3 separate regions of the Mus musculus genome follow, and all the other regions are linked to region 3. The links are chromatin contacts, called in public HiChIP or PLAC-seq maps. All regions are on one chromosome and are shown on one strand. Each heading gives the region's core, a stretch centred on a gene start, on an enhancer-like site or on the middle of the called end of the contact. The rest is flanking DNA. Distances are from core to core; before and after follow the strand shown.

What was found. HiChIP or PLAC-seq counts read pairs in DNA pulled down with a chosen protein or histone mark.
Region 1: an SMC1A HiChIP or PLAC-seq map of the NIH/3T3 cell line shows a contact between it and region 3, with 3 times the contacts expected there. The contact joins two enhancer-like sites. A contact is called at or near these places in 2 of 15 datasets of contacts at CTCF or cohesin (both in the NIH/3T3 cell line), 3 of 484 Hi-C or Micro-C datasets (the N1E-115 cell line, liver and nephron progenitors) and 6 of 115 datasets of contacts at active chromatin or transcription factors (embryonic basal ganglia, embryonic stem cells, extraembryonic endoderm stem cells and 1 more).
Region 2: an H3K27ac HiChIP or PLAC-seq map of trophoblast stem cells shows a contact between it and region 3, with 4 times the contacts expected there. The contact joins two enhancer-like sites. A contact is called at or near these places in 1 of 15 datasets of contacts at CTCF or cohesin (the NIH/3T3 cell line), 2 of 484 Hi-C or Micro-C datasets (bone marrow-derived macrophages and extraembryonic ectoderm) and 4 of 115 datasets of contacts at active chromatin or transcription factors (differentiating embryonic stem cells, extraembryonic endoderm stem cells, stem cell-derived neural progenitor cells and 1 more).

Annotation. Positions count from the first base shown.
Region 1 is chr10:111,568,300-111,572,676 of GRCm38.p6, forward strand. Gm30193 (a long non-coding RNA gene) reads right to left here. Exons shown (of 3, transcript XR_380791.3): 3 at 1,581-1,722. Among named protein-coding and RNA genes, the nearest start is that of Gm30193, 3.3 kb to the right of the region's middle. Within about 2 kb of position 2,687, at least 21 of the 459 cell types and tissues checked have an H3K27ac peak or open chromatin away from gene starts, as enhancers often do. A contact at or near this core is called in the NIH/3T3 cell line, where this site is marked.
Region 2 is chr10:111,543,264-111,547,855 of GRCm38.p6, forward strand. No RefSeq gene overlaps it. Among named protein-coding and RNA genes, the nearest start is that of Gm30193, 28 kb to the right of the region's middle. Within about 2 kb of position 1,583, at least 144 of the 459 cell types and tissues checked have an H3K27ac peak or open chromatin away from gene starts, as enhancers often do. A contact at or near this core is called in the NIH/3T3 cell line, extraembryonic ectoderm and trophoblast stem cells, where this site is marked.
Region 3 is chr10:111,841,093-111,845,504 of GRCm38.p6, forward strand. No RefSeq gene overlaps it. Among named protein-coding and RNA genes, the nearest start is that of Gm20758, 31 kb to the right of the region's middle. Within about 2 kb of position 1,984, at least 52 of the 459 cell types and tissues checked have an H3K27ac peak or open chromatin away from gene starts, as enhancers often do. A contact at or near this core is called in the NIH/3T3 cell line, extraembryonic ectoderm and trophoblast stem cells, where this site is marked.

The sequences.
Region 1 (4,377 bases), core at 1,437-3,936, 270 kb before region 3:
ATGAATTCTCTCAACACAGGCTTTCTCTGTGTGATAAACAGTCCTGGCTGTTGCTCTACAGACCAGGCTCCCCTTGAACTCACAGCAATCCACCTGCCTCTGCCTCCCAAGTACTGAGATTAAAAACCATGTACTAGCATGCCGCCGCCCCCCCCCCCCCCCCCCGTTTGCCCTTTTTCTTAAAGGAAAATATTGTGAGATTTCTTCACAACAGTCAAGGATATTTATGGAAATGAGAGAATATCTGCCAACAAATAGATGCTATGTGCATATACAAATTTTCCCCCCCCTGGCTTTGTGTTAAAAGTGTTTTCTGCTCATATAAACAATTTGAGGGGAAAAAAAGAGACTGAATTGGTTTGAAAGAAAACCATCCGTTTAAATAATATTAACAACAACAACAACAACAAGAAGCCTCTGAATTAGAAGTAGATGACCTCAGTCTGGAGTTGTTTATTGTCTGGATGAATGTGACCTCTTGTCTGAAGTGATGAGCCACTTTGGTTCCACTACTTTTTGATGAGATGCAGTTTGTATCTTGAAAAGTTTGGACAGCAGCATGAATTCAAATAGCCTTCATTACTGAGTTAAAGGAAAAGCACAAAATGCCATGAAAGCAGGTACAAGAGCTATAAATGCAAAAGACATGTGTCTAGGACCATGAGAATTCTGATGCTATTTATCCTCCCCAGAGAAGTCAAGGCTACCACCCACAAAGGGGATACAGAGCACTGCTATGCAAGGAGCTGCCTCCCTCCCTCCCTCCCTCCCTCCCTCCCTCCCTCCCTCCCTCCCTCCCTCCCTCCCTCCCTCCTCCCTCCCTTTCTTCTCCTCATTTCTTTCTCTCTCCACCGCCATTTCTTTTCCTGTTCTGTCTCTCTGTCTCTCTTTCTTGATCTTTAAATATTTTTAAAATCGATTTATTTTTATATGGTGTGACCATGTGCATGCATGTGTGCCATGTTTGTCTATCTGACTCTCACTTCTCTCTCCTCTCCCTTTCTCTTTCTCTCTGTCTCCATGGCGCTGGGTTTTAACCTGGGCCTTGTGACTCATAATCCGAGCATATGCTTGCTATTCTTTTATTGTTCCTGTCAGGAAGCTGCATTAGGAATCCTGACAGAAGAAACGATGACCTCAGTGTCCCCATATCTCACACTGGAGTATTTATAGTCAGAATCACAGTGCAAATGATCTTTATAACCATAGATATATTTAATCTCTTTAGAAAACTGTCTTACAATTTTATTACGCCTTCAGGTATGTTTAGTAGGAGTTTTCCTTTCTTGTTGTTATGGAGGGAAATAGACAATGATGAAAGTCAGAGCCAATGGGTTTTGCATTTGAAGGTGGTACCCATCCCTTCCTGTACTCTGCATTTACCCATCCACAAAGGTAACCTTGTCTTTGTTTGAAAGCTCTCTCCCTAGCTATCCTGATTCCATTAGCAGCTTGTTTCTAAGGAGGAACATTGACCTGTGCATAGTAGAAAAAGAAAACCCTTAAAATTCCAAGTTAATATATTTAGAATCCAAAATCAGGCCTGCAAGATGGCCCAGTGTGTAAAAAGAACATGCTGTGTAAGCAAGCTTGAAGACGTCAGTTTGGTCCTGGAAACAGCATAAAGATGGGAAAGAAGTGACTTCACCCAGTTGTCCTCTGAAGTCCACACAAGTGTCACAGCCTCCGCACCACACACCTAATCGTGCACACACATAAGTGCTATAAAAAAAAGAAAGAAAGAAAGAAAAAAAAAAGCCATGACTGGGGATAGAGAAGGCTCAGCAGTCAAGAGCACTTCCTGTCTTTTTCAGAGGCCCCAAGTTCAATTCCTGACACTCAGGTTCGATGGCTCACGACTTACTGTAACTCCAGATCCAGGGACGCTGGTACTTTCTAGCTTCTGTAGGTAGCAGCATACATGGCACACACATGCATGCATGAGTGTGCACCACATTAAAAAAATAATAAATCTGTTTTTAAAAATTCAAAGATCAAGAGGACAAGCCATTTGCCCATTTTGTTAGTCAACTTTCGTTACTATAACAAACACACGAGGTAAATAAACAAAAATTACTTTTGTTTCATAATTGCTTTGGTCCATCATGGTTTTGGTCCATGACTGGCTGTCTGTGTTGTGTTTTGGACACACGGTTGAGGTAACACATCAGGATGCTAGAGGAAGCTGCTTGCTTCATGGTGTTAGCTGAAATGTTTGGGGAGTTCCAGTGGAGTTGTCATATGATACTGGTAAATATCAGGGTCCCCTGGTAGGGTCCTTAGTCTCACTAATAAAAGAATTTAAGAACAGACTCAAATAGACACTTAAGGGTAATTAGAGTTTAAGAGAACAACACCGAGGGCAGGCAAGCTGCAAACCTTGGCAGCCTCCCAGGGGAGGAGGATAGACAAGAGAAGGAAAAATACCCATCATGCCTTCTGCTTTACGCTGGCCTGGAGGTTAGCCCCATGACAGAAAGGGGAGTTTCAGGCAAGACAGAAGAAGCCCAAATAACAGGAAGAAAGCATCCTAAAGAAAGAGACAGAAAAGAACAAGAAGTTAGATCTTTCTGAGTCAGGGCTTCGAGGGGAGCCTGCAGGACTGCACTGGAGGCAGGCATTCTGGGAAGGGAATGTGTATTATGTCATTAAAGAGCCAATCATTCTGCCCATCTCTTTAGCATGGCCTAAGGGAGCCTGCCTTTTTTGGGTGATAACGTCCTTCTTGAAGGGTGGTCCCTTAGCCACATCTCTGACCTGTTCAATTGGAATGTCTCCACCCAAACCAGTGACTTCATGCTTTTGACCAGAAGAAAATAGTGTCCTTAATGGGTCCTTAATCACTGTGACCGCGGCAGACAGAGAGCAAAGGGAGAGGAAGACAGGCTATCTCCTTTTACAGTGCTCCTACAATGACCTAAACTTCTGTTGGACCCCGCCTCCTAGAAGTTTCCACTACTTTCTAAGGTGTCAAACCAACAACTAAGCCTTCAGCACAGTGATCTCTGGGAAAAAGTTACCCAGACATTAGAGTCGCTTAAAGAACTGTGAGTCAGAGTTAAGGTCAGAAATTAAAAACTTGATTTTACTGATCAGTGTGGAAGTGACTGGTATCTTTAATGTTAGTGTTTCTCATAGTGAATTATATATATATATATATATGTATATAATCATATATATATGTATATGTATATATATATACATATATATACATATACACACACATACACATACACACACACACATATATACACACACACATATACATACATACACACACACATTCACCTATGTATGAATACAGTCACCTGTGTGTGTGTATATATATATATACATATACATACATATATATATATATATATATCACCTGAATTATAATTCATAGTGACCTAAAATGGCCAAACATGTAAGTTCAGATTTACAAAACTGTCTCAAAAAAAGCCTAAAAGAGAAACATTTATGTGTGTCTCTGTGTGTGTGTGTGTGTGTATGTGTATGAACACACAGGTTTCATGGCTAGAGTAAAGAAGTGGAAGACTGGCTGGGTGTGGTGGTGCACGCCTTTAATCCCAGCACGCGGGGGGGGGGGGGGGGCAGGGGGGGCAGAGGCAGGCGGATTTCTGAGTTCAAGGCCAGCCTGGTCTACAAAGTGAGTTCCAGGATAGCCAGGGCTATACAGTGAAACCCTGTCTCAAAAAAACCATTTAAAAAAAACCCCAAAACAAAAAACAAAACAAAACAAAAGAAGCGGGAGACTGACTTCTGGAAGTTGGTTCTTTCCTTACACCATGTGAGTCCCAAGAATCCAATTGAGGTCTTCAGGCTCGACAGTGGGCATCTTTACCTGATGACCCATCTCACCAGCCGCAGCCGAACTACATATCTACCTATATCTACTTCTATATAGTTTTTAAATTACAAAGTATATTTTATTTAATATTTATTAATGTTTTGTCTGCATATATATCTGTACACCACATATGTGGTCAGATGAGGATGTTAGATATCCTGCAACTCGAGTTATAAAGCAACTGTGAACTGCGATATGGTTGCTGGAATTAAACCAGGGTCCCGTGGAAGAGCAGCCAGTGCTCTTAACCACTGAGCCATCTCTCCAGCCCTCTCAATGAAAATGTCTTTAAATGTTTGTCAAAAGTTCCCTAAAGATGTTTTTTGTTTGTTTGTTTCTCTGTTGACTACTAAGGGTTTATAAACAATGATGTGAAAAACCTTTGCTCTTAATAAAATATCTTCAAATAAAAAGCAAACGTGGGTGTGAAACCCTGAAGCTCGTTTCCATACCCACCAGAGGCTTCAGCACTTTCCTGGTCTTCAGAACATACCGGCCATATTGATAATAGGCAATTGTCCAACTTC
Region 2 (4,592 bases), core at 333-2,832, 300 kb before region 3:
CTTCTTTTCATAATGAGTCTAGCAAGCTGAGCTACCATCTGTAGACCCAGATGAGGAGAGAGATTACATTAAAAACCTACCTTGGCCCGAGGAAGTACTTTTCAGACACGTAGCTAACCATTTTCTAAGCTGAAGTGTGAGCAGAGAAGTTGCACACTCTCACCTCCACACACTGAGCTCAAATAGATTCAAATGCAGGCATCGAGAAGCACACAGTTAGATGGCAATTTAAAGCTCTGCCTTGTGGCCTTCACTGCCCTTTTACTCTTGGCTCTGTCTATGTTCTTTGAGAGAACTGTATTTTGCTTTCCTATTAGCATCGGGGAAGGACCCCATTCTGCTTTTATTTCAAACTTCAACCACCCCTACACGTGTTCGATTCCTCTTGAGATGCCATTGATGCGCCAGCCTGGTACTGGAAGCTCACTGCCTTTCCCGAGGCAAGGCTCTGGGATTCCATCTTTTGAATCTCTGAATCACAGATGCCTTCCCACTTGCACACTGGCGGGAGCTCAGTGGACTTCCTCTAAGCAAGCCAAGCAAATTCTCTAAATGCCAGATGTAAGATGGGAATTCAAAGGTCATGGTTCTCCTCTGTGCTGCCCCCATTCCCACCCCGGCTAGGAGTGTGAGAAGTTCACATGACTGCACAAGACACCACTGGGCACTGCTAACTGCCATCCGTGCCAACGCATAGGCTCTGCTCTCTGTATCATAGAATGACTGTCTGTATTTGCTGAGCTTGTCTCTCCTGACCCGAGTCTCCAGCTCTCCCAGCCAATGCATTTGCATCATTTCTGTGTGTGCCTTGTTTGACCTGCCTCTTCTCCAGCACTGTGAGCCGGTCTGTGGGTGGTTCCCCCTCCCAGCCCCCACTGCCATGAAGAATGACAAGGGCAAAGGTCAGAAACTCCTATGATTCATTTCCTCTTTGCTGCACGCAGTGGATAGCTTTCTGGATGAGTCACTCGGATGCCAAGTATGGGACTGGGGTGGGGGCTCCTTTACATGAACCCCAAGGCGCTGCTATGCCCCCTCTCCGTTAGAAGAACAGAGTTCTTAAGAGCCCTTACAATTTTTGTATTTTCCTCCTGTGGTGTTATAAGCCCATCTGTGCCCTCTTTCTTTGTCCTGTTTGCTTGGATAACATTATCATCTTTTGTGGTCTCCTTGAATTCTGACTCCAGAATTGGCAGACACTTAAAATAGACCTCAAATGTGCTCTTATATTAATACATTTTCCAGGGGCTAGAGGAATAGCTCAGTGGGTTAAGTGCATGTTGCATAAGTATGATGGCTTGGGTTCAAATCCCCAGAACCTACATGAAAAAGCCAGATGTGGTTTGGGTGATGGTGGAGATGCACGCCTTTGATCCCAGCTCTCGGGAGGCAGAGAGCTGGATCTCCGAGTTCAAGGCCAGCCTGATCTCCAACGTGAGTTCCAGGACAGCCAGGACTATACAGAGAAACCCTGTCTCTAAAAACAAAAACAAACAAACAAAAGGCTAGATGTGCTGCCTGGCTGATACTTGTAATCTCAGTGCCAAGAGATAGAGAAAGAGAGATTCCCTGGGGTTGCTGGCCAACCAGCCTACTCTAATCTGTAAACTACAGGCCAATGAAAAACTTGGTCTCATAAAACAGGATGGGGCTGGAGAGACAGCTGAGTGGTTCTGAGTAAGTACTTCTCTTGCAGATGATGTAAGTTCAGTTCCGAGCACTGACCTGGGATGGCTCATAATTGACTGTAACTTCAGTTAGAGATTATCTGACACCCTAGCCTGGTCTCTCTAGGTACCTACCTACATATGAACATACCCACACAGAGATACACGCCCACATAACTAAAAATCACCGGGCATTGGTGGTGTATGCTTTTAATCCCAGCAATTGGGATAGGGGACAGAGGCAGAGGCAGATGGATCTCTGAATCCAAGGCTAGCATGGCCTATAGATCAAGTTCCAGGACAGTCAGGATTATACAGAGAAGCCTGTCTCAAAAACAAAAAACAAAACAAAACATAAAAAAAATAAAATAAATGCTAGAAAACAGCAACAATATGGTGGAATGCGTGTGAGGAATGACTCATGAAGATGACTTGGCTTTGACACATGTGCACATATGGAGACACATGAACATGAACACATATACATATACACACACAAAATAAAAATATGCTCTCATGTCATTTAGACTAAACTATTCAGAGAAGTGTAGTCATGGATCCTCAAGAAAAAAAAAATCCGCCTTCCAGAAGGACAGCATATGGCGACAGCAGACATCAGCTAAGGAAGATGACAATTGTACTTCACACTGAGGTCCCTATCAAGGTGTTGTTTCCTCAATGAAGGGAGGTCACTGTTTTGTTTTTGCCTTTATATACAAACAGAAAACTAAGTGCACAGTATAAGAAATAATTATCAACCAAACACCCTCCATCAAGAAATGAAACAGGTCCAGCCCAGAAGCCCCTCCTTTGTTTGCCTTCCAGACAACGCCCTTGCCACTCCTTGGGGTACCCCTATCTGTGGTAGCCACTCCCTTGCTTTTGTGATTATGTCTGTGTGCTGGTTAATTACTTTCAGGGCAGTATCACCTTTATCTTCTGCACATGGCACCGTGTAATTCATTTGTGTTAAGTAATGACCACAGGGGACACGGGGCTAGCTCTGTGTGTGTGTAGTAGTCTTTCTTCTTCTCAGAATTGCACAGAACTGCTAACCCATGTCTCCAGTCGTGAACTAAGAGCACTTCTGCTAAAACATACATTTAGAATGATAACACTGTGGAGGTGAAGTAAGCAAGACACTTGCAGTGGTCCAAGCATGCCAATGCAGTGGTCCAAACCTGACACTGCAGTGGTCCAAGCCTGACACTGCAGTGGTCCAAGCCTGACACTGCAGTGGTCCAAGCATGCCAATGCAGTGGTCCAAGCCTGACACTGCAGTGGTCCAAGCATGACACTGAAGTGGTCCAAACCTGACACTGCAGTGGTCCAAGCCTGACACTGCAGTGGTCCAAGCCTGACACTGCAGTGGCCCAAGCATGACAATGCAGTGGTCCAAACATGACACTGCAGTGGTCCAAGCATGACAATGCAGTGGTCCAAGCCTGACACTGCAGTGGTCCAAGCATGGCACTGCAGTGGCCCAAGCCTGACGCTGCAGTGGTCCAAGCATGACACTGCATGACACTTACAGTGGTCCTCCTACGTGCTGCAGTTTCTAGGCTGCAAGTAGAGTTACATAGCTCCCGCAGGGAAGACTGAGCCCCTCCTTATTCTAGGCTCTTTTCTCTAACTTTAGTGGGAAACAGCCCAGCAATGTCAAAATCTACAGAACCCACTCGTGACAGGAGCCTTTTTCTAGTTCCAGGGTTCCCCTCCCCACCCTCAACTTCTCACTTGCTATTTCTGTGTAGTTTTTGGGGGGGGGGCTTTTAGATCTTCCTTGATCTGGAATATTCTCTGCTGAACTAGGGAAAGAGGGTAAGTGGGATGGGACATAAAGTCTTATTCTTAGCTTCTTTTACTTCCACAGTTTCCTTTATTTTTTTGTCACCGGCTAACACAGCTTCGCTCAGGGGCAGACAGCTAACAGTATTTTATAGATACCAACGATACTCGGGATGGTGGCTTACTGTTCCTACTGTGTAAGAAAGGCCACTGTCACTAGAAAGCTTCAGAAACTATCAAAGGCTCACCACACTAGACACCAGGAATTCAAAGGTTGAGCTCAAAAGCTAAGTTCTTTGTTTGTTTGTATGTTTTCAGGTTTTGTTTTTTTGTTTGTTTGTTTGTTTGTTTGTTTTTGTTTTTTGTTTGAGACAAGGTTTCTTTATGTAGCCCTGACTGTCCTGGAAACTTATTCTGTAGACCAGACTGGCCTGGAACTCAGGGATCTGCCTACTTTTGGCTCCCAAGTCCTGGGATTAAAGGTGTGCATGCCCTGCCCCCCCCTCCCCCCCAGCTAAGTTCTTCTTAGGCAAGTCCCCTCTGTGTTTATTTGGCTGAGGACCCTGGACTTGCTTCATAGCCACCGTATTAATTCTCTCTCTCTGTCTCTCTCCCTCTCCCTCTCTTTTCTCTCTCTCCCTTCTTTCCTTCCTTCCTTCCTTCCTTCCTTCCTTCCTTCCTTCCTTCCTTCCTTCCTTCCTTCCTTCCTTTCTTTCTTTCTTTCTTTCTTTCTTTCTTTCTTTCTTTCTTTCTTTCTTTCTTTCTTCCTTTCTGAGTTCTTACTGCTGTTAGATAGGAAATATGCTCTCGTGTTTGTTGGTAGAAATGGGCCCTAGGACCCACATATTTTTGTACTTAAAACACTGGCTTTGACTTGGGAATCTTTAGGGTAAAGGGCCTCAGGGTATGGCCGTTCCCTTTCCCTCCTCTTCTACAGGGGGGTAGGAGGTGGACCATCAGTCTTTGAAGTTCCTGTTTGATCACAGACCAGTTTCTGTGTTTCCTGACAGGTCTGGCTGCCTCCGACCTGGCACCCACAGTCTGTATTCCTGCATTTTGAGCAGAATGTAAGAAAATCTAATTAGAAAAGAAGGAAGGCAATTTGAAGGGAGATCACCGTGGTAACAACCGCCGCGA
Region 3 (4,412 bases), core at 734-3,233:
ATTTGTACGTATGCGTGTATGTATGTATGTGTGTATATATATGTGTGTGTGTGGTACACATAAAGGTGTATATGTGTATGTAGGTGTGGTACACATAAGGGTGTATGTGTATATGTATGTGTGTAAATATTTATATACAAATAAACAGATACAACATTGACTTATGTTAACTAGTGCTTACAAAAAGTCCGTGGTGTATGTAATATTTTCCTCAGGACATTTCAAAAAGACTGAGCTGGGTTAAAGATCTTGCATTGAATTATTTACACAGTAAATAGAGAAGCCGTGGTCTGAACCCAGGGGCGCCTAGTGTCCAAATGGTTCACTTTGTTTCTGTGCCACCCCTAAGGCCCTGATAAAGGCTACGTATTGCTGTATGCTTCAGTGCAGTTAGAGAATCCCACAGTGTCTTTATGCTGGGCACATTGGATCACAAGCCACCCAGGGTGGCCTGGCCTACCCAGGGGGCCTTGAAGGGCTCAGCCCCAGTTTTGGAGCCATGTGTTTAAGAGAGGAAGGCATGCTGGATCAAGTCAAAATCAAGTGAACTGGGGGGCTGGAGAGATGGTTCAGTGGTTAAGAGCACTGGTTGTCCTTATGAAGGTCTTGAGTTCAAATCCCAGCAATCACACATGATGGTTTACAACCATCTGTAATGACATCTGACAGCCTCTACTGGTGTGTCTGAAGACAGTTACAGTGTACGTACATAAAAATAATAAATAAATCTAAAAAAAAAAATCAAGTGAACTGATTAAGTGGATGGAGCACATAGCTTCTGGGCAACGGTTAAAAGATTGGAGCTCAGCTCAGCTCAGCCCTGACTAAAGAGGGCATAGGGCTGCAAATAGTCCAGGAGTGGGCAAACAAAATAAAACAAAACAGAAACAGAAACATGAAAGTCCGCTGCTGCTGAAAGCAGGAAGAAATTCCATGAAGGAACAAGCAAAGAACAGAATTTTACCCACAAATCCAGTCCTTCCTTTAATGCTGTCCCTGGGTCACATGACTGTGATCTGGGGTCTTTTTTCTTTTGTTTTTAATCTCAAAGAAGGGAAGTCCAATTCAATGCAAACTAAAAAACAATGGGAAACATTCCTTTGTGCCACCAGTCCTCACGTGATGATCACTTTGAGGCCTTCTCAAGTCTTGCCCTAGACAAGAGGACGACTTGGAGATAAGCATGGGGGTGTACAATTTGAATACGAATTTACACTGAACTCATTGTTTCTATGGAACAGCTATGGTGGGGACAATTCCTCACAGTCATTGTCCAGCTGGGAGCAGAATTACTTACACACTGAAACGTACTGGGTGGGGGTTGTGGCGTTCTGGAGGCTGGAGAGAGGTGAGGTCTGGAGCCGTCCCTCTCCGTTGGCTGAATGGAGAACTGGGAGGCTTAAGTTTCAGACACCGGCTAGTGATTTCCTTGCATTTGCCCCAAGGTCTGCACATTTGTTAGTGAAATCGGAGAATCCCCGCTGCTAAGCAGCGCAGGGACAACTGTCCGATGCAATGGGGGTGTTATCTTCCCACAAACACTATGGAGAGTCTATCAGGACTCGAAGGCAGGGAACCCTGTGGATCAGCCACATCCGGGTTGGACACAAAGCTTGGGCCTCTGAGGCTTCCTGAAAAGCACACCTGTCCTTCTCAGGTGTCACAATCATTTTCCTGATGGTTTTGGCTTTGTGATCTTGCTTTCTCTTGTGCAGCTGGAAGACAGTCCTGTGTTCTGAGAGATAAAAAAAAAAAAAAAAAAAAAAAAGAAAAGAAAAAACAAATCCAAGAGAATGTGTTTTCTTAACTTAGGCTTTGTTGTGTTCCCACAGGGCAGCCCTCCCTGCTCTCAGTCTTACATATTGAAAAAAAAAAGCACACCTGCAAAAATGGGACTTCGTCCATTAAGGAAGGACATAACAGCCACGGAGTGTTCTGCCTCACAGCTCTGAGCAACCTGGTGGTAAAGCGAGCCCTCAGTTCCTGTGTGCCGTTTTTTGAGCTAAGGATGAGTCACACACATGCAGGAACAGGATGGGGCGGAATCCTTTGTTTCACTCTTTGTGATTTGGGGATTGGGAAATTTGTCTTAATGGACAGCTTGACTGTCTCCCCTGGGGAGGAAATTTATGAGCATTTACATGTAAGCTAGACTAGGATCGCTTTAATACATTATCCTTCATCTATAAATCCATAGCCGGAGTGTGTAAGGATAGAACTTTTCTATGGGTAAAAGAATTGTGGTCCATCTCATCATCTGGAAGTGTCGCTTGTTTTGGGAGCGTTTGAACTGGCGCAGTTAACTTTGAAAACTATCAACATGACTTCGTAAACGGCGTGCTTTGTGCCAGTCACTGAGCTGTGTGGTTTTGAAGGCAATTCCTCATCTAATTAACATACCCTAAATGCTGGTTTCCAACTGCCTGGCTTTGCAACACAGCAGAGCAAGGGCCAGAGGAATCAAAGAACCTGCCACACGTGACTGAGATGATCAATGAGTGACTGATTCGTACTCGTTTCTGGGTAGCTGTAGGGTCTGAGTCCCCTTGGGCATGACTGCTTGACTCTCTGAAAGTAATTTTTTTAGTAAAGAAAGTAAAAAGGCAAGCGATATTTCCCCCTCATGTTTATAAGGAAACCATTTCATAGTTCTGGAAAGGGGGTCCAGAGGTGGAGACGCATTTGGATGCTGAACGATCTTCCGCGATGTGGGGCGGGGGTGGGGTGGGGTGGGGGTGGGGGGACGGGACGGGAGGGGGATGGGACGGGACGACTCTGGTGTTTTTTCTGGCTGTGCTCCCCAGCCATGAGAATCCCAGGCCTCAGCCACCTAAGAGGAATTGTATTCTTGCTCATTTGCTGATTTTTTTGTTTTGTTTTGGTTTTTGTTTTGTTTTTTCGAGACAGGGTTTCTCTGTATAGCCCTGGCTGTCCTGGAACTCACTCTGTACACCAGGCTGGCCTCGAACTCAGAAATCTGCCTGCCTCTGCCTCCCAAGTGCTGGGATTAAAGGCGTATGCCACCACATCCGGTTTCATTTGCTCTTTTTAAGAAGTAGAAAGGTAACTTATTCATCAGATTCTGATGTAGGCTTTCCCAAGAATCCCCAGGCTGCGGAGGGAAAAAGGGAAACAGAAGGTGTATTGAATGGGTAAGAAAAGGAGGCTCGTCAGGAGGAAGGCGTCTGCCAGGAGAGCCACTGGGAGCTGAAATTACGCTGCATTGACTTGCTGGCATGTTAGGGCCAAAGACTGAGTCATGCCGGCTGTGTTATGAAGGGCAGGTTCTCACTCTGTCCTTTCATTCCCTCTTGAAAACAGGAGGGACCATACTTGCGCCAAGCTCAGGGTTGCGTTCCAGGGTTTCCCTGTGGAGGACTGCGGTTGGCGTTCTTGGTGGTCTGTTTGCTGTTTCGTGTTCACCAGAGAGGCCACAGGGAGCCAGGAGATGCAGGGTCCAGTGGAGGGAAATGATTATAACACACTCTGAAGCAGGTACCCGGACCCTCGGCTTCTCCTCTCTCTTTTGATACCTGTTTTTGGAACTGCCACACGGCTGCGTCTGCAGCCCAAGGATTTTGATTGATTCGTGAGATATGGCAATTACACCAGGCTGGCCCTCAATACGTGATCCTCTTGCCTCAACTTCTCGAATGCTGGACGCAGAGGTTAACCATGTCTTGACATTTTTATTAACTAATTATAAAATACTACATCAAAAGAAAAACCAAGACGAATTTCTCAAATGAAATCGTTGACGATGGCGATCCTGAATTCTGTGCTGTCCGGATTGATTTGTTCCTGCTCGCTTGATTAGTTCCCATCTCTCTACCCTGTACGTCTCCGAGGACAGGTTGGAGAGTACGTCCCCTTAGCTGTTGTTCTGTTTTTCACAAGCTGTCATGTCCAGTTGAGGAGTAACTACCACGAGACTCAGCAAGACGATGCAAAGTTAGAGCCACCTTTCAGCCTGGAAGAAAGAATTCCTTTCCATCACTGTCACGCAGAGGAAAGAGAAAGGCCATGTTCAGGTCGCTCTTCTCAGTCCACTGAGCCTGGCTGGCCACTCCGTCCTGTCAGAGGGCCAGGCTCCTTCTCTTTGCTGTCTGCCATGACTCCATTTCTGTAAAGGGTCTGTCTGCAATACTCTGTGCGGTCTTTGCTAGGCCTTTTAGCCTTTCCCTCATTCCTCCTGCAGATACTCTGGATTCAGTTTGGAGTGAGCAGACTCTATTTCCAATGATCATAAACTTCTCCACTTTGAGGACGGCAGCAGTCACAACGTGTTGTTGTAAATCACAGTTCAAACTGGCTTCTGCCATAGAGATTTATAAACTCATTGGGAGTTCAGAAGTTTGCCAGATGGATTTGCTCTGGGGGCCTTGGATAACTACCTCATCAAAGATCTGCCT